Linked DNA regions of Mus musculus: all the other regions are linked to region 3. The links are chromatin contacts, called in public ChIA-PET, HiChIP or PLAC-seq and capture Hi-C maps. All regions are on one chromosome and are shown on one strand. The core of a region is the stretch at or near the end of the contact, and the rest is flanking DNA. Distances in the headings are between cores, read along the strand shown.

Region 1 (3,059 bases), core at 334-2,833, 440 kb after region 3:
AAAAAAATCTCACTTACTTTGGATTGGAAGTAAATGCTTCCAGATAGTTCTGTTTGATATCGCCCATTTTACTGCCGCAGCCATGATCCTTAGCAAGTGATTTGAAAAAACGATATTGTGAAGTGAAAGCTGTTGCTAGGCACACAGATTTTCGTTCCTGTTTAAGAGAGAAAGAAAATCGGCTACAAAGGTAAAGTTAAACACTAACATCAAGGTAGGAACCATTAGCTAGTGCTCATCATTTGAAAACAAGGCTTTTAAACCTGGCCGTTCCAGTTTAACAACAGGACAAAGTCACTGAGATCAAAATATGAGAAACAGAGCAACTATTCCGCTATCATTTCTCTTAAGTGCAACTTTCTCAGGACTCTGCACAGTCGGCTTCACTTACTGAGTGCTTAGCAGAATACGTAATTAGAAAGTCACTCACACATAATACACGCTGCAAACTCTTCCTCAAATGCTAGTGAGTCTACATTCTAGCTCCCAAGTCCCACCCATAGGATCCTATCACTTACAGTAATGCTGTTTCTGATGAAACTAAATATTCAACATGAAAAACTTAAGAGGAACCCATCGATGTCACTATCTCATCTCCTGTCACATAACATTTAAAGATGCAGCAAGCATATTTATTTCGAATCATGAAAATTTAAAAGGACTTGCTTCCAAAGACTTTAGTGTTGCTCACTTACAAACTGGAAGATTTGAGGCAAGTCATTAACTAAACGACCTTCCAATTCTTCAGTGGTAAACTTCAAGAAGCAACCACAAATTTCATGAGATGGTGTAAATAAACGGTAATTACTGTGCCCCTATTCTCTATTGGTCTCAGTGACCCTCTATAGGCAGGAAAGGGATTAGGATAGGGCTCTCTTTATTTGCACGCAGATGCCAGACATCCTAAGAGCGCCGCGAATGGCAAACCCTGAGTTCATTCAGCTAGTTATTTATGCCTTGCAACCCACTTTCTTAATATTCTGTGCTCTTTCAGTTTATTGGGAACGAAGGCTGAGAAAAGTCAAATGCTTTATTTTGGTAGTTCACTGTCTAACTGGTGGCATGCACGGAAAGAAAACCCACGTCTTCTGATTACAAGTCCAAAATCAAAACGTTTGTGGGGACCTTCCTCTGCTCCATGCTAGCATACCCAGGGGAGGGTCAAACTATTGCTCCAAAGAGAGACTTTCCAGGATGAGCCCCTTGGCACGGAATTCAGTTCCAAACCAAACACCCCGGTGGGGCTGAAGTTCGAGCAACAGTAATACAGGGACTACCACCCAGGAGCCGGTTCAAAGACTTGAATCAGGAGGAGTCTAAGGAGTCGCAAGGTCAACTTGGTGCAGGCTGACGCCCGCATGCACGCCGAGGTGTGCTACAGGAAGGGCGCAACCACACGCCGGCCCTTCTGCAAGATGGAGCCTGGGGACACCGGCAGCCTCGTCCTGCCTCCAACGACAGACATTAAAGCCCTCAATGCCTACGGACAAGCCTTCCGGGCCTGTAAGGAGAGGGCAGCGGTACCTCCACGGCTACTCACCGCGCGCTCGCCATCTTGCTTCAATCTGGGTCCTAAAGGCGCCGTCCAGCGCGCGCTATACGCGCGCGAGGCACTCTGGGAGTTGTAGTCTCTGCCAGGAAAGTAGCCCTAGTTGCAGAAAGAAGGCGGGGCGGGCAGCTGTGGCCAGGCTGCATTTGTTGTGGCCCCTTGGACTCAGGATTCCCAAAGGTGCCCAGACAACAAAATCGCTACCCTCCCGATTTTAGTAGCAGGAACTATTTAAAATAACATCAAAACCAATGTTATACTATTATTCAGAGAATATTAACATTCTCTAAAATTTATGAGCCTATTGGCACCAAATTCAGCTCCAAACCAAATGGATGAATGTGTTTTTCATAATGGATCAATTAAGTTTTCTCAGAGAAGACAAAATGCCAGAGAATTCAAATGAGGGGCCCAGGACTGATATATTTGAAATGAAACCTAGAGAAGCTTTCTCAACCAATGGATCTGATAGATGTAGGAGCTGAAAGGAGAACGTTCCGGGTGTGGCTTTGTCGACTGACTAGGTTAGTCAACAACCTACAGGAGAGGAAAGACTGATAGAGCAGGTTAGAAGTTGTCTGGTAAGGGTGGGAATGGATTCCATTCAGGAGCTGTTGATTTGGGGATTCGCCTGAGACACGCAAGCGGCGATATAATGAAGGTAGAGAGATTTGTTTAGAGAGTAAAGGTTGGGCTAGATAGGAGTATAAAGCCATAGGATTGAGGGCTGGGTATGGAGCTTGGTGCTAGAGCATGCCTGAGACCCTGGGTTTGATGTCTGGCACCACAAAAACATGAATAAAGCTATGAGAATAATGAGTTGGTCAACACATTGACCTCGCTACTCCGGAGACTCCTCCTGCAAGTCTTTAAATGGCTCATGGTTGGTAATCCCTGTGTTCCTGTTCCTCAAACTTCAGACCCACCCACCGGGGTGTTTGATTTGGAACTGAATTCAGTGCCAAGGGGCTCACTCATCCTGGAACGTCTGACCCTCCCCTGGGTATGCTAGCATCGAGCGGAGGAATGTCTTATTGAGATGTAGCTAAAATGGAAGAGGGCTCCAAACAGGGCCAAGGAAATCTAACATATATCACCTAAGAGGCCACCTAGCATGGGAATATCTGAAAAGAGACAGTCCAACAAATAATTGTTAGTATTCCTTCTAGACTCCGCCCAATAGGTAGACCTGTCTTGCTATAAAAGTGGCTCTTTGGCCCCCTGCCCCCTGTTCTCTCCCCCTCCTCTTCTCTGTCTCTGTCTGTACCCCCTTCTCAACTCCCCTTCTCATGCCTCCAAATTATTCTATGCTACACCTGTGCTATGGCTGGTACCTGGAGGGTGGGGTTGGGGACGCCTCATCATGAGCCCACCAAGGCAACCCTTCCAACCTAATTTGCATGGAGGTCAGTAACTTTCTACACTCTGACAGTACATTCAAAAGTTGGGTCTAGTTGAAATATAAATTTTTCCATGCTTCTGAGTTTCATACAGACCGCGAGTTATAGTT
Region 2 (3,044 bases), core at 91-2,590, 400 kb after region 3:
CCTTCTAGAGCAGTGTTTTTCACCCTGTGGGTCTCAACTTCTTTGAGGTTTGAACAACCCTTTCACAGGGGTTGCCTAAAACCATAAGAAAACACATATATTTACATTACAGTTTGTTTGTAATAGTAGCAAGATTACGATTACAGAGTAGCAAGGAAAGTAATTTTATGGTGGGAGGTGGAGAATCAATGACAACATGAGGAACTGTATTGAAGGGTCGCAGCATTAGGAAGGTTGAGAACAGCTGTTCTACAACACAAGCTGAAGAATTCAATGCATGAGCCTGTGGAGGACCTTTCTGTTCTAAACTATAGAAGGTCTCAGAAACTAAGATAGGTTCTGCATGAGGACAAGAGACTCGGAACCATCTCTCTCGGTGTTTGCTGCTGTATGAGAAGCAGATCTGACACAAGCACAGATCTCAGCAGAAACCTCACCAAGGGCAGGGCACCAAGATCGCAGCTGTGGATGTGGATAGCATAGGGTCGCTGGTGGGCAGAACTGTCGGATGCTACAAGGCCGCCAGAAAGAGGGAAGGAAACTGGAGCTGAACTTCCAAGTTACTCACAATTCATGGCCTGGAGCTTCAGTCCCCGAAGTGCAGAGGTCACAGGCATAAGCCTCTATGCCCAACTACTTCTCGTAAGTCCTATAATGTGGTGACAAAGCATTCCATTTCCCTTTCAGAAAAAAAAGTTAGGGTTCACTCACAGACTACAACCACTGCATCCCTGTGTTTACAACTTGCCCCTTCTCTGCAGGTGTTACATGGCAGCTTGCAGCTCTCTTGGAGTTGGAGAGGTAGTTTGCCATAAAACTTTGCTCTGAGCTAGGGGTTGTGAGAGGAAGGGATAGGAGCCTACTGGAGGACTGCTAAATGATCACCATATTAATATAGATTCATAAAATTAGTGCAGTGGCAATTATTCCTTAGCCAGCTAATTCCCCCAAATCACCGCACAGAGAGAATAAGATTTATTAAAATTGCCTTCAGCCAAATATTGAGCAATTATTACTCCATTCTAAACCTCCAAGCTACTCAGAATTTCCCCCAGACAATATTCCCATCTTACTTGGGATATTTTTTTTAGTCATTTCTTTTTCCAGCTCACTTCTCCCAATGCTTCCTGGACCTCTCTTCTTGTCTCTTTCTCCACTCCTCCTGGAATCGGAAGTCCCACCTTATTCTCTCTAAAGCTCTGTATTGGCTCGTTGGCTTTTACTGACAAGGCAGAGAATGAATGAGGAGCTGCGTTTAGACAAACTTGAGAGAGGAGCGTCTAAGAATAAACATAACAAAGCCACATCTGGATTGAAACAGGAAAGTAGGGCAGAGAAATCAGCATTTGAATAACACCAGGATAACCTTTACACAGTGCACAAAACCATTATGCCTACAGAGGGCTGGCCAGAACCCCAAGCACATAACCCTTTGTTCTCTATATTCTTTCTTCCTTGCATCCCAGGCAGATACACAGGACCCAGTAGAGGAGTCCACAGCTCCAAGGAAAGAGGAAGCCACCTTCTGGATGGAGCCTGTGTCCCTGAATGACTGTGTGGATCACAGATGTGTTCCCCTCGCTGAACAGAGTTACACTGTAACATAACTAAGAAATTTGAAGGACCCTGTTAAGTGGTTCTCATTTGGACAGTTATCTCAACAGTTACCCTAACTAGCACATAAAGGATGGGGGGGGTGCAAAAAGGGTGGGGCACCTGTTACATATGCCAGATGTTGTGCCTGGCATTGGGCACACACCAATGAATTCTGCCCTGGGCATCCACTCATTTACATAGAAATGGATGGGGCCAGGGCCCACATGACAGTGAGCTACCTTAAAATGTTCCTTGTTTTCTTCTGCAAAGCCTTCCTAACAAACACTCTGAATAAAAATGTCTCTCATTCCTTGAGGATTGCTTTGGGAAATCTAAGACATGTTTTTCTTTTGGTTCTGCCAATGGAGTTACAGTTAGAAAAGAGGAGTTGGAATTTATTTGTTCTCCCAAAGTTTACTAGATCGCCAAAACCTAAGCACTGGTAAAACTTCCTTATATAGCAGGACCTTAAGGATTGGTACAAATTGAAAAACCACTGTTGCTTCCCAAGGCTGGGGCCATTAGTGAGGAGGGGAGGATAGGAAAGACTAATGGCTGTGGAGTTGTAGTTGAATGAAAGAAAGAAATCCTAGTGTTTTATTACACCATAGGGTGTCAGTAGGTAAGCACAATGTATTGTGTATATTCAAGACATAAGCAGAAAAGGAGTGTGTGTAGTGTTAAGGACTGAACCCAGTGCCTCAGACATACCAATCAAGCACTCTACCGTTAAGCCACACACCCTAACTCTCCTTTCAGTCTTTATCTCAATACTTGTGCTCATTGAGTCACCCAGAGAAGTCTAGAATTTTTTATTCTCCCTCAGTAATCTCCCAAGTTTGCACTGCAGGATCTGGCTCAAAAGAGAAGAATTGAGTTTTTTTCACCACAAAGAGATGGGTGTGAGGGAAGGTTACATGTGGTGATTTGGATATGCTTGGCCCACAGGAAGTGGCACTATTAAGATGTGTGGCTTTATTGGAGGAGGTGTACCCTTGTTAGAGGCAGTGTGGCACTGCAGTGGTAGGGATTTTAGGTTATATATATATATATATATATTTTTTTTTTTTTTTCAAGTCTGGCTGGTGTCAAAGAGACTCTCCTCCTGGCTGCCTTCAGATCAAGATGTAGAACTTTCAGCTTGTTTTCTAGCTCCATGTCTGCCTGCATGTCCCCGTGCTTCCTGCCATGATGATAATGGACTGAACCTCTGAAACTGTAAACCAGTCCCAATTAAATGTTTGCCTTTATAAGGAAAAAAAAGAGAGAGAGAGAGAAGAAAAACCACTGTTTTCATATACCTATTTTAAAATTTAACCAAAAAAAAAAATTCCTCAAATCTTTACTTTGATCATACATTTCCCTGTGTAGCTAATTAGTGGCATTGCAGACCTAAAATTCTATGAGCCTGCATAGAATTTTCAGATGATTCATGCAATGGTTAATTT
Region 3 (3,267 bases), core at 493-2,992:
CATGCATATCACCAACCCTGGAGGGAGAGGGAAATCAAGATTCAAAGTTTGAATATGGTTCCTACTGAATGTGTGCCACTCTGCACCATTACAGAGTCAAACATCTCAGGTTGAAAAACTGTAAGACAGGGGTCATCTATGTACTATTACATCTAAATTATGTTATATACTCTTTTTACTTATTACAATTGTGTGCTTTACCCTTTTTCTCACCTTTGAATTCATGCCCCTGTAGAAAGCCAAGTCTCTCGGAAGCACTTGGATAATTGTACAAGGAGATGCCTGGGTCCTGTTCCAAGCTGAAGGTTTTATTACGTTATTTATTTCGCCAAGATTAACATACTTCCAACACAGGAACACTCGCTGCCTGGGCTGGAAAGAAAGATGAGGGCATCATTGAAACCATCAGTGATGCTGGGACCAATATGGACTTTTTTTTTTGTCTAGTGTTTCTCAGAGTGACAAGAGTCTTCTTGGCTATCCAGCCTCTGAGGACAAATGCACACCTTTTTTACCCAATTTAGTTAAGGTTATGTTGCTTCCAAAGGAAAAAAAATGTATTATTTCAAATATATATTTGAGATATAATTATTTCAAATGTATATTTGAGATGTATTATTTCAAATGTATATTTGAGATATATATTATTTCAAATACATATTTCTTCTCTCATCTACATGTTTTTCAGATCTTGTTTTATACCCTTTACTGGTAAGTTGCCCATGGCTTTATTTCTATAGAAAATGATCTGCAGCAGGTGGAAGTGAAACTTATTGTCAGGGGAAGAGTGAATTCCAGTGGGGTAGAATTAGCGCCATTAACGCTGTCTACAGCTTACAGACACTCCCCCGACTGATCATTTGAAATCGCCTTTCCTTTTTAGCGGACCCAAACATCACAGTCACTAATAAAAGGTTTAAATTCTTTTTGCACCAGTGAAGAATTGGACTCTTGCCCCCACTGACTCTCATTTATTAAAGGAAGGATGAAAGAACCATAAGGCACAGCATCTCGTATGCATATTTTATTCCCTTAGAAATCGCTGTGGAAATGAACCTTCTCCTGGGGTAGTTATTTCATTTCTTGTCTTTGATATATTAGAGGAGGTTTAACTGTCTTTCCCCAGTTACAAGATATTCATTAGGCAAAGTGGAGTGGCCGAAGGTCAAGAAGACTGTGTCTAAAACCCACTTTCAAAGCTCAATGATGAAACTTGGCAGGGATTCCCAACTGGGGATTCGGGAAGGTCAGAGACTGTATGTGGCTGCTTTCTGTGCAATGTACTTCAAAGACAGACTAGCGTGGTCCCTAAGTTTCCATTTAAAAAAAAAAAAAAAAAGGAAACTGGTTTACAAGACAAGTCATGTTCAGAACGTCGTAAGTAACTCTGCGCAATGCCTGAGAACATTTCCGGTGTGATTTCAAGGAAAACAACTGGTGTTAGAAAATGACCCTTGACCACGCCTGTCTGAAATCCTGTCAGAGTACATGAGAAACTGCGATATTGTTGAGATGTGTAAAATTCGGAAGTAGGACCTGGTGCTCAATCCAAGATCCACCAATAACCAATAGCAGGACTTGGGGTAACCTTGGTCTCATCTATGAACTGAAGACAGTAAAGATGTCTTGCCTATCTATTATGGACCCATCTCTTGGTCGTTCTCTCCCCACCCCCATCCACTTCTTGTATCCATCCACTACTGAGGCTGGAAACCTCTTGGGCTTGCTAATAGGAACAGTCAGGTGACTGCTTCTGGCTAAGGAGATGCAAATGAAAACCGGGTGTGGGGATTCAGAGAGAACTTTCACATCCTTGTGGAGGCACTGGGCTCCAGAAGAGAGCTCACTGCTGTGGGCTCCTTTTCTTTTTCCTTTGTCACCTTGCTTTCATGATAAAATAAACATACACATAAAAGCCAATCTGCTAAGTATAGTGAAATGGAAAATCAGGGACTGGGAGCCTTTCCACTTTGAAACTTATTGTTAGCAATCAGGCACATCCATGGACAGCTAAATGCGACCCCGCGACAATCAGGCATCTTTACAGCCAGCTTTTGAGGGACTCAGAGACACGTCTTGTTGCATGTCTCTTTGTGCATGTGCCATGGCTCCAATAAAAATCACGGTCTCCCTGTCCCCACTCTTTTCTTTCCTCTTTCCCCTAGAGGCTGCCTCTATGCCTCAATAAACCTCCCACGTGAGACCTGTTGCATGGTGTGTTTTTGTTGGGACCCACTACCTAGTACCATCACTTATGATGTAAGACTGTGTTTATAACTTACTACATACTTATTATGACTTATTACATAAGTTATTACATATGGATATTACCTAGATACTTACAATATACCCATTATTACTCATTACAACACAAAGCATTGTGGTTTTAATGTTAACCACCATCAGTAAGATAGTTATATGAACAGCTAAAGGCATTCCATGTCTTTTACAATGATAAAAATAAAAGAAAGATAAACCCTAACACAAGTCCTAGCTCACAAAAGAGTAATTGTTAGTTAAAGCTTTTCTGTGCTCAGAACTTTGTGAGGATAAAGGCACATTGATAAACGAGTTCATTACGTGAGTCAAAAATGCTGTTCCTGCTATCCCTGCTTTCCCTTCTGGAGGGGAGGGGAAGGGTGTGCAGACTATGCGGACTTTATTTTGGAAAAGGTGAGAATCCTAAAAAGAATACTTTTATACAGTGAAATTTGCATCTTAGCTAGAACATTGACGTTTGGGGGTGGGGGTAAGTTTGCAACAGAATAGGATAGGGAGAAGGGAAATGGAAGGAAAGCCTTGTATCTTTGAAATAATCTGCTACAGATGCTGAGTGTTAAAGCCAAGGCAACAACGGCAGAGAGTAGACAAGAGGACCGTAAACTTTTACTGTTAATATAAAACAAGATTTGGTGTTTGAACAGAATGGCTGTGAAGGGCGAGGCAGAGAAGAAAGATAAATCCTAACAGCCTACACTGTGTGACCATGCTACAAATAACCAGGAAAAGGATGCTTATCGTTGATTTAGAGAAATGTTGGCAAGGCTAAGCCTATGGAACTAGTTGTATGCATGAGGGAATGTGTGAATTTGAGCTTGCAGCTTCTGGGAACTCTGGAAACCATTAGTTTAAATCACGGGAGGGGGTGAGATGAACTACCAAAAGGGTACATGAGTGTATCTGAGTGTGTGTGGAGATAATTCAGGTGGGGCTATGGTAAAATTTATGCTACAGTCTAGAAAGAAAAAGAGTGAGTCTATATTGTAA
Region 4 (2,912 bases), core at 108-2,607, 430 kb after region 3:
GATAACACGCTCTGAATAGTCTCCTTGCCTTTAGTCTTTCTCCTTCAAGTGAAATACAGTCAGGGGGTTTTCACAACTTCAGTACTTGGTTATGAACAATGTTTACAAAAGATTAAAGCAATATGAAGGCGCGGGAAAGAAGCATGTAACCAAAGCCAGTAAGGACGATGAAAAGTAGGCTGGATAATGTGCAAAAATAAAAGGCTGGGAAGATAGCTCAGTCAGGAAAGGATTTGCCTTGCAAGCCTAAGGGCCTGAGCTCAGTCCCCAGAACCCACGTAAATCGAGCTAACTGGTACGGCACAGGACTGTACTCCCAGCACTGAGGAGCTGGGGACAAATAAGACCCTGGAGCTTCCTGACCAGCCTAGCCTAGCTGGTGAGACTGTCTTTAAACCTGAAGGTGTCCCATAAACCTCTCTGCATACCTGCATACAGCCCCATCCCCACCCCAATGGATGGATAGATAGGTGGATAGGTGATAGATAGACAGAAAGATGGATGATGATAGATAGATAGATAGATAGATAGATAGATAGATAGATAGATAGATAGATAGAAACCTGACAGTTGTCCTCTGACACCCACATTGTCAGTGTGGCATACACAAACACTTCCACATACCAGTACACACACATAAACATTAATAATAACATTTTAAGTAAAACAAAAAAGACAAACAGGAGATGCAATGAGGCCATGAATAATGTCTACACATCTAAGAATATAATTAAAGATACAAAACTATGATGGGATGGCTTCTTAATTGGCTTTCATGAACTCTAACTTAATAGTTACAAAGGCAGGTGAAAATGTAACACCTGTTATGTACATAATCAAATGGATAAACAATATGAGTACTAAGAAACAAAAAACAAAAATGGAGATAAATGCAGAACAGGAGCTGGGCGGAGGTGGCACACACCTTTAATCACAGCACTTAGGAGGCAGAGGCAGACGAACTCCCAGGTTGACTTCGAGGCCAGCCTGGTCTCCAAAGTGAGTTAGTTCCAGGTCAGCCAAGGCTACACAAAGAAACCCTGTCTTGAAACAAAACAAAACAAAACAAACAAACAAACAAAAATAGAAATGGAAAGACAAGAAGTTGGGAAGGAGCTGAGGGGAGATATGATCAACACATACATGTATGAAATTATCAAATAAATATAAGATTTTTAAAGTTGGTTATCAGACCCACAACTTGCCTACTCAAACACAGTAAAATTTACTTAAGACACTTTTGCATTTAAAAAAAAATAGAGCCTGTGCTTGTTGGGGTGGGTGTGGTGCTGCTATTCAAATGCTCCATACTGTAGCCTAAGACCTGCTTGCCCCAAGGGCTTGCACAAGCCCACCAGCTTTTGTTGGGCAAACCTTGCCCCCTCCCCCAGTCCATTGGTCAGTAAAAGGCTAAAGCCTGTGACTGGGCAGTAGACGGAGGTGGGGGTCGGGTGTCAGTTACCTGGCTGAGAGTCCCAGTTAAAAGGAAAAAAAAGGAAGAAGAGAGGCAAGCAGGAGAAGAGAAGAAGAGACCGCCATGGGGTAGGTGGATGGGTGATGGTGAGGGCCGGCCTGATGGAGTAGGAGCGGCCCAGGAGGAACATGGCAAGTGGTATCTCGGGGATCCCCACAGGGAAGTAGACAGACTAGCACGGAGGGCTGACAGCTGTCTGTCCAGCTCCAGTGCTCTAAAGCTTACTATAGATCTAAGGTGTCTGTGTGTTTTATTTGGGAGTTAAATGATCTGAAGTGGACCAGAAACCTCTAACAGATACTTAAAGGCAACTTGGCTGCAGCAAGGCCCCAGAATAATAATAACCACAGCATGTGTTTGCCAAGAGCTCTAATTTCTTTCTTAGAAAAGAGACACAAATACATCACCTTTAGCCTGTAACCCACGTATTCAGAGAATGAAGCAGGAGGACTGTAACCAGCTCTAGAGATGCCTGGACTACAAAGGAGTGCCAGGCCAGTGCGGATGACAAAGTAATAATATCTCAAAACAAGGCAAGTGCCCAGTAAGGACCCCGCCCCCTCAGTTCTTACAGAGACTGTTAAGTGGGGGGGCTCCTTTAGATGAGGGAAAGAAAGGCTGTTTTACTGCAGAGAACTAAAAATGTCTAACTTAAAAAAAAAAAATTTTTTTTTAAATGTTGCCAGCCGGGCATGGTGGCACATGCCTTTAATCCCAGCACTTGGGAGGCAGAGGCAGACGGATTTCTGAGTTCAAGGCCAGCCTGGTCTACAAAGTGAGTTCCAGGACAGCCAGGGCTACACAGAGAAACCCTGTCTTGGAAAACAAAAAAAAAACAAAAACAAACAAACAAAAAAAAAAGTTGCCAGGTGATGGATGACAGTGCATCTTTAATCCCAGCATTCGGGAGGCAGAAGAGAGGCAGGCGGATCTGAGTTCTAGGCCCGCCTGTCTCAAAGGGGGCTAAAATGAAGATGTATTTATTTTATGCCTGTGAGTGTTTGCCTACATATGTCTGTGTCCCACACGATGGTTCGGTACCTCTGGAGGCAGAAGAGGTCATCAGATGCCGTAGCACTGGAGCTAAAGACGGCCATGAGATGCCATGTGGAGACGCTAGGGACGCAATCCGGGTCCTCTGTAAGAGCAGCCAGTGCCCTTAAATACTGAGCCATCTCTCCAGCCCCTAATTTAAAATATTTGAAGGACAGAGACACTGAGGAAATGTTGAACTGTATAGTGCCATGGGCTGTATGTCATCTACACAATGACTGTAAATAAAAATGTCGAGAGTTTAGCTGGGCACAGTGACATACACCTTCAATTTGTGAGACAGAAGCCTGTGGATCTCTGGGAGGTTTGGGCCAACCTGGTCTCCATCGATCATTACAGGCAAGCCAGAGTGAGACCTTGTCTTTAGAAGAAAACAAAAAGATAG
Region 5 (3,370 bases), core at 489-2,988, 290 kb after region 3:
TCGTGAAGGCCTTCCCCCAAGGCTGACAGACGCACATCTCTAGGTAGCTGGTGTCCGTGGTGCGCCTGGTAGAAGGCATCAAAGTCGAACAGAATGCCATGGTCTCAAGGAGAGCCACCCTGAGCCTGAGGCATATAAGGAGGAGGGCAGGGGCAGATTAGGATAGACCACAGGCATCTTAGAGAGCCTGACACCGGGTCCGCGCAGACCTCGGTCATACTTGCTACGGACGGAGGATGGTTCTGCCCAGAATTGATAAGCGTCGGGTATGAGAGTGGAGGGGACACCCCAGCAGCTCATAGAGGGCGGTGCGGGAGTAAGTTCTCACTCGCCAGGACAAGCTCGCGGCCGAACTTTGAGGTAACCCCCAACCTGCCACAATTTCCTTAGCGGTGACAGCGGTCACCAGGTTGTGCGAGGCCAAATTACTTAAGGAAGGAAAAAAAAAAAAAAAAAGAAGGGTATAACACTAGAATTACCTCAGCCCTCAAGAGGCCCTCAGGCAAACGTCATCACAGTGATGGCACAAGGTGAAGAAAAAAAAATCACACGGCAAGACAGAAAGCCAGAGGAAGGGGCTTCTGCTTAGGAGGATCTTCTCTGGTTACCGCTCCCAGCCTACATCCTCTTGGGGAACACACTGCAACCATATCCAAACCTTAGGAGTCATTTTGAACATCTATGATCTTTGCAGGTGAAAAACTGTTGCTTTTCAAAGGAAGCATATTTAGATTGTGTTAAGAGTATGGCACAAAGATTTAACCCTAAGTATGAGCCGCCGTTCTCTGAAGGTGTACAGAGCTGAGTCCTGAAATCAGCCAGGAATACTTCACCGCTGAGGGGAAGGTACCACTTCCGGCAGGCAGAAAGGGATACATACACAAAACAAGCACACTTGGGGGGGGGGGGGGACAGGCTTCTGTTTTGTTTGTCATACATGGTACTTTCCTGCACCACCATGCAAACAACCAAAGGGTATTGCAAATCGCTCCACCATGGCTCAACTTCATGGTGGGATAAAAGGGACACATTCAATGGGAAGTGTGCTACCTTTTTCAAAATTTGTTCTTTTTTTCAAAATTTGTTCTTTTCCTTGGCCAGCAATGTGGGGTATAAAAGCATCCTGGGGTCTCTTGGTGACAGGAAAGCATGCTATCACAGAAGTCAGCAACCAGTACTCCAGAATTTTGTGTTACCAAACTATGATGTTCCGTAGTAGGTTTGGGGGTATTAATTTATCCAGACCCATTAAGAGATATATACTACCTACTTCCACGATCCATTTGCCTTACTTCAGTCACATAGCTCTTCATCGATGCAAAAAACGACTAGGAGGGGCTGGTGAGGTGGCTCAGTGGTTAAGAGTATGGACTGATCTTGCAGAAGACCCGAGTTCAATTCCCAGCACCCGCACCAGATGGCTCCCAACCATCTGGGTCTCCAGCTCTAGGGAGATACTCTATCTCTGGCCTCAGAAGGCACCTGCACTCACGTGCACGTGGAGACACACTTAATATAAAAATAAGATCTCTTTTTTTTAAATGACTAGAAAATCATTTTAAAAGTACTTCTCTTAGCTTTCGAGATCACAAGATAATTACATCATATACCAATAGTCCTCCTTCCCAAATGCATGCATTTGTCTGATGGTTTCAGGGCTGGTCCTGGACAAGCAGTCAGCGCGCTCCTCCCTGGAGAAGGCTCTCTCTCTGCCTCTCGGCTCTCTCTGCTCTCCTCCCTTGTCTGTAGCTCTTTGTGTAGCGATGAGGCTTTCCCTGTCTACATTAGCATTTCCATTGCTGTCCTTGTTTCAGTTCTGGTTAAAATCCCGTAGGTGAGTCTCTGTGGGTGTAGTGTCTACCTAAGGCCAGGAAACCTTAGCTTCCTTGTGTGCACACATGAGTAAGAACTAAAGCCTGAACTCCAGAAGGAACTGTTGTTAGGAGAAGAAATTCATGAGACTTGGTTAGTGGGATCCGGTGGCTTTGCTATCTCGTGGACATTTCTAGTCTTTAGAACCCCTAAAAGAGACTAGGAAGTGAATTTTTTAAAAAAGGTTTCATAGCATTTTCATAATCTCATTTAATTCTTACATTACTCCCATGAGGCTTCTCTTAATACTTTTATTCTCATTTGTCCAAGTCCCCAGGCAGCAAGAGGAGTCACGGCTGGAATGGTACCTTCCAGATTCCAAAACTGGCTTCTCTTTCCACACCATTATATTCAGTAACCTCTGTGAGGGAGATTAAAGTCCTGACCCCTGGTGTGTGTGGTTTGATTTGATTGATTGCTTTCTGGAATAAGAGAGAAGAACACTGTGAAACCAGCAGTTCTTAGAAAGAACTCCAGAGGAGGGGGAGGGGAGAGGAGGGGAGGGCTGAGAGGGAGGAGAAAGGAGGGGATGGGGAGGGGAATGAGGGAAGGGAGGGGAGAGAAAGGTAAGGAAGGGAGAGGAAGACAGGAGGGAAGGGAAGGGGAGGGAGGGAAGGGAAGGGAGGGGAAGAGAAAGGGGAGGGATGAAAGGGAGGGAAGGGTGGGAAATAGGAGGGAGGGGAGGGAGGGAAGGGAGAAGAAGGGATGAAAGGGGGGAGGGGAGGAAAGGGAAGGGAAGGGAGGGAGGGGAAGGAGAGGGGAGGGGAGGGAAGGAAAGGGGAGGGGAGGGAGGGGAAGGATAGGGGAGGGGAGGGGAGGGGAGGGGAGGGGAGGGGAGGGGAGGAGGAGCGAAGGAACATCCAAGTACACCTAACATTTCTTCTTCCTTTGGCTTTTGCTGACCTTGTAGTTGGGATTAAGAAAATCTGGGCCCGGCATGGTCACTCAGCTCCTGTAATCCCAGGGTTTGGGAAGAGAAAGTAGGACTAGCATCTCAAGGACAACCTGGGCTACATAGGGAGTTTGAGACTAGCTTGAGCTATATGAGATCCTGCCTCAAAACAGCAACAAAAAGCTGGGGTGGTGGTACACACCTGTAATCCTGGAATTTGGGGAGTAGAGGTAGGTTAATCAGGAATTTGAGGGCAACCTTGACTACTTAGAGTTGCAGGTTATCTTAGTTATGAAAACTCAGCAGAGAGAGAGAAAGAGAGAGAGAGAGAGAGAGAGAGAGAGAGAGAGAGAGAGAGAGAGAGAGCCAAGGAAAGCCAGAGTGGGAACCCCTCTGTGTGGACCTGCATTTTGTGTGTGACATTGGGCCACGTCTGATACAAAGACCTGACAAAGCATCCCTGGAGAGAATAAGACAAATGGCACAGAGATGAAAGGTGCTGGGTCCCCTCCACCTGCGTCAGGAGCAGGACAGGGATGAGGCAGGGAGGGCATCAAGGCTCCCCTTTGCCTGATAAATGATGAGCCAGCCCTGGAATGACAGTGA

What was found. ChIA-PET counts read pairs in DNA pulled down with a chosen protein or histone mark. HiChIP or PLAC-seq counts read pairs in DNA pulled down with a chosen protein or histone mark. Capture Hi-C pulls out chosen DNA fragments and counts their contacts.
Region 1: a contact with region 3 is called in a Ronin ChIA-PET map of embryonic stem cells, with 6 read pairs. The contact joins the promoter of Mrpl42 here to the enhancer-like site in region 3. A contact is called at or near these places in 5 of 39 promoter capture datasets (cranial neural crest, embryonic stem cells, frontonasal cranial neural crest and 1 more), 5 of 115 datasets of contacts at active chromatin or transcription factors (the 230-238 cell line, astrocytes, embryonic basal ganglia and 1 more) and 4 of 9 other capture datasets (adipose tissue, embryonic stem cells, liver and 1 more).
Region 2: a contact with region 3 is called in a capture Hi-C map of embryonic stem cells, with 4 times the contacts expected there. The contact joins two enhancer-like sites. A contact is called at or near these places in 1 of 484 Hi-C or Micro-C datasets (bone marrow-derived macrophages), 6 of 115 datasets of contacts at active chromatin or transcription factors (embryonic basal ganglia and embryonic stem cells) and 1 of 9 other capture datasets (embryonic stem cells).
Region 4: a capture Hi-C map of embryonic stem cells shows a contact between it and region 3, with 7 times the contacts expected there. The contact joins two enhancer-like sites. A contact is called at or near these places in 1 of 484 Hi-C or Micro-C datasets (bone marrow-derived macrophages), 2 of 115 datasets of contacts at active chromatin or transcription factors (embryonic basal ganglia and embryonic stem cells) and 1 of 9 other capture datasets (embryonic stem cells).
Region 5: a contact with region 3 is called in an H3K27ac HiChIP or PLAC-seq map of embryonic stem cells, with 2.1 times the contacts expected there. The contact joins two enhancer-like sites. A contact is called at or near these places in 1 of 484 Hi-C or Micro-C datasets (bone marrow-derived macrophages) and 1 of 115 datasets of contacts at active chromatin or transcription factors (embryonic stem cells).

Annotation. Positions count from the first base shown.
Region 1 is chr10:95,500,366-95,503,424 of GRCm38.p6, forward strand. It overlaps Mrpl42 (mitochondrial ribosomal protein L42), which reads right to left and starts at 1,584. Exons shown (of 6, transcript NM_001359476.1): 1 at 1,541-1,584; 2 at 18-157. The coding sequence starts at 84.
Region 2 is chr10:95,460,046-95,463,089 of GRCm38.p6, forward strand. No RefSeq gene overlaps it. Among named protein-coding and RNA genes, the nearest start is that of Mrpl42, 40 kb to the right of the region's middle. Within about 2 kb of position 1,341, at least 7 of the 459 cell types and tissues checked have an H3K27ac peak or open chromatin away from gene starts, as enhancers often do. A contact at or near this core is called in embryonic stem cells, where this site is marked.
Region 3 is chr10:95,057,914-95,061,180 of GRCm38.p6, forward strand. No RefSeq gene overlaps it. Among named protein-coding and RNA genes, the nearest start is that of Gm29684, 86 kb to the right of the region's middle. Within about 2 kb of position 1,743, at least 4 of the 459 cell types and tissues checked have an H3K27ac peak or open chromatin away from gene starts, as enhancers often do. A contact at or near this core is called in embryonic stem cells, where this site is marked.
Region 4 is chr10:95,483,679-95,486,590 of GRCm38.p6, forward strand. All of the region lies in intron 5 of Mrpl42 (mitochondrial ribosomal protein L42), which reads right to left. Among named protein-coding and RNA genes, the nearest start is that of Mrpl42, 17 kb to the right of the region's middle. Within about 2 kb of position 1,358, at least 2 of the 459 cell types and tissues checked have an H3K27ac peak or open chromatin away from gene starts, as enhancers often do. A contact at or near this core is called in embryonic stem cells, where this site is marked.
Region 5 is chr10:95,352,498-95,355,867 of GRCm38.p6, forward strand. The region is part of intron 1 of 2310039L15Rik (RIKEN cDNA 2310039L15 gene); the gene reads left to right. Among named protein-coding and RNA genes, the nearest start is that of 2310039L15Rik, 18 kb to the left of the region's middle. Within about 2 kb of position 1,739, at least 17 of the 459 cell types and tissues checked have an H3K27ac peak or open chromatin away from gene starts, as enhancers often do. A contact at or near this core is called in embryonic stem cells, where this site is marked.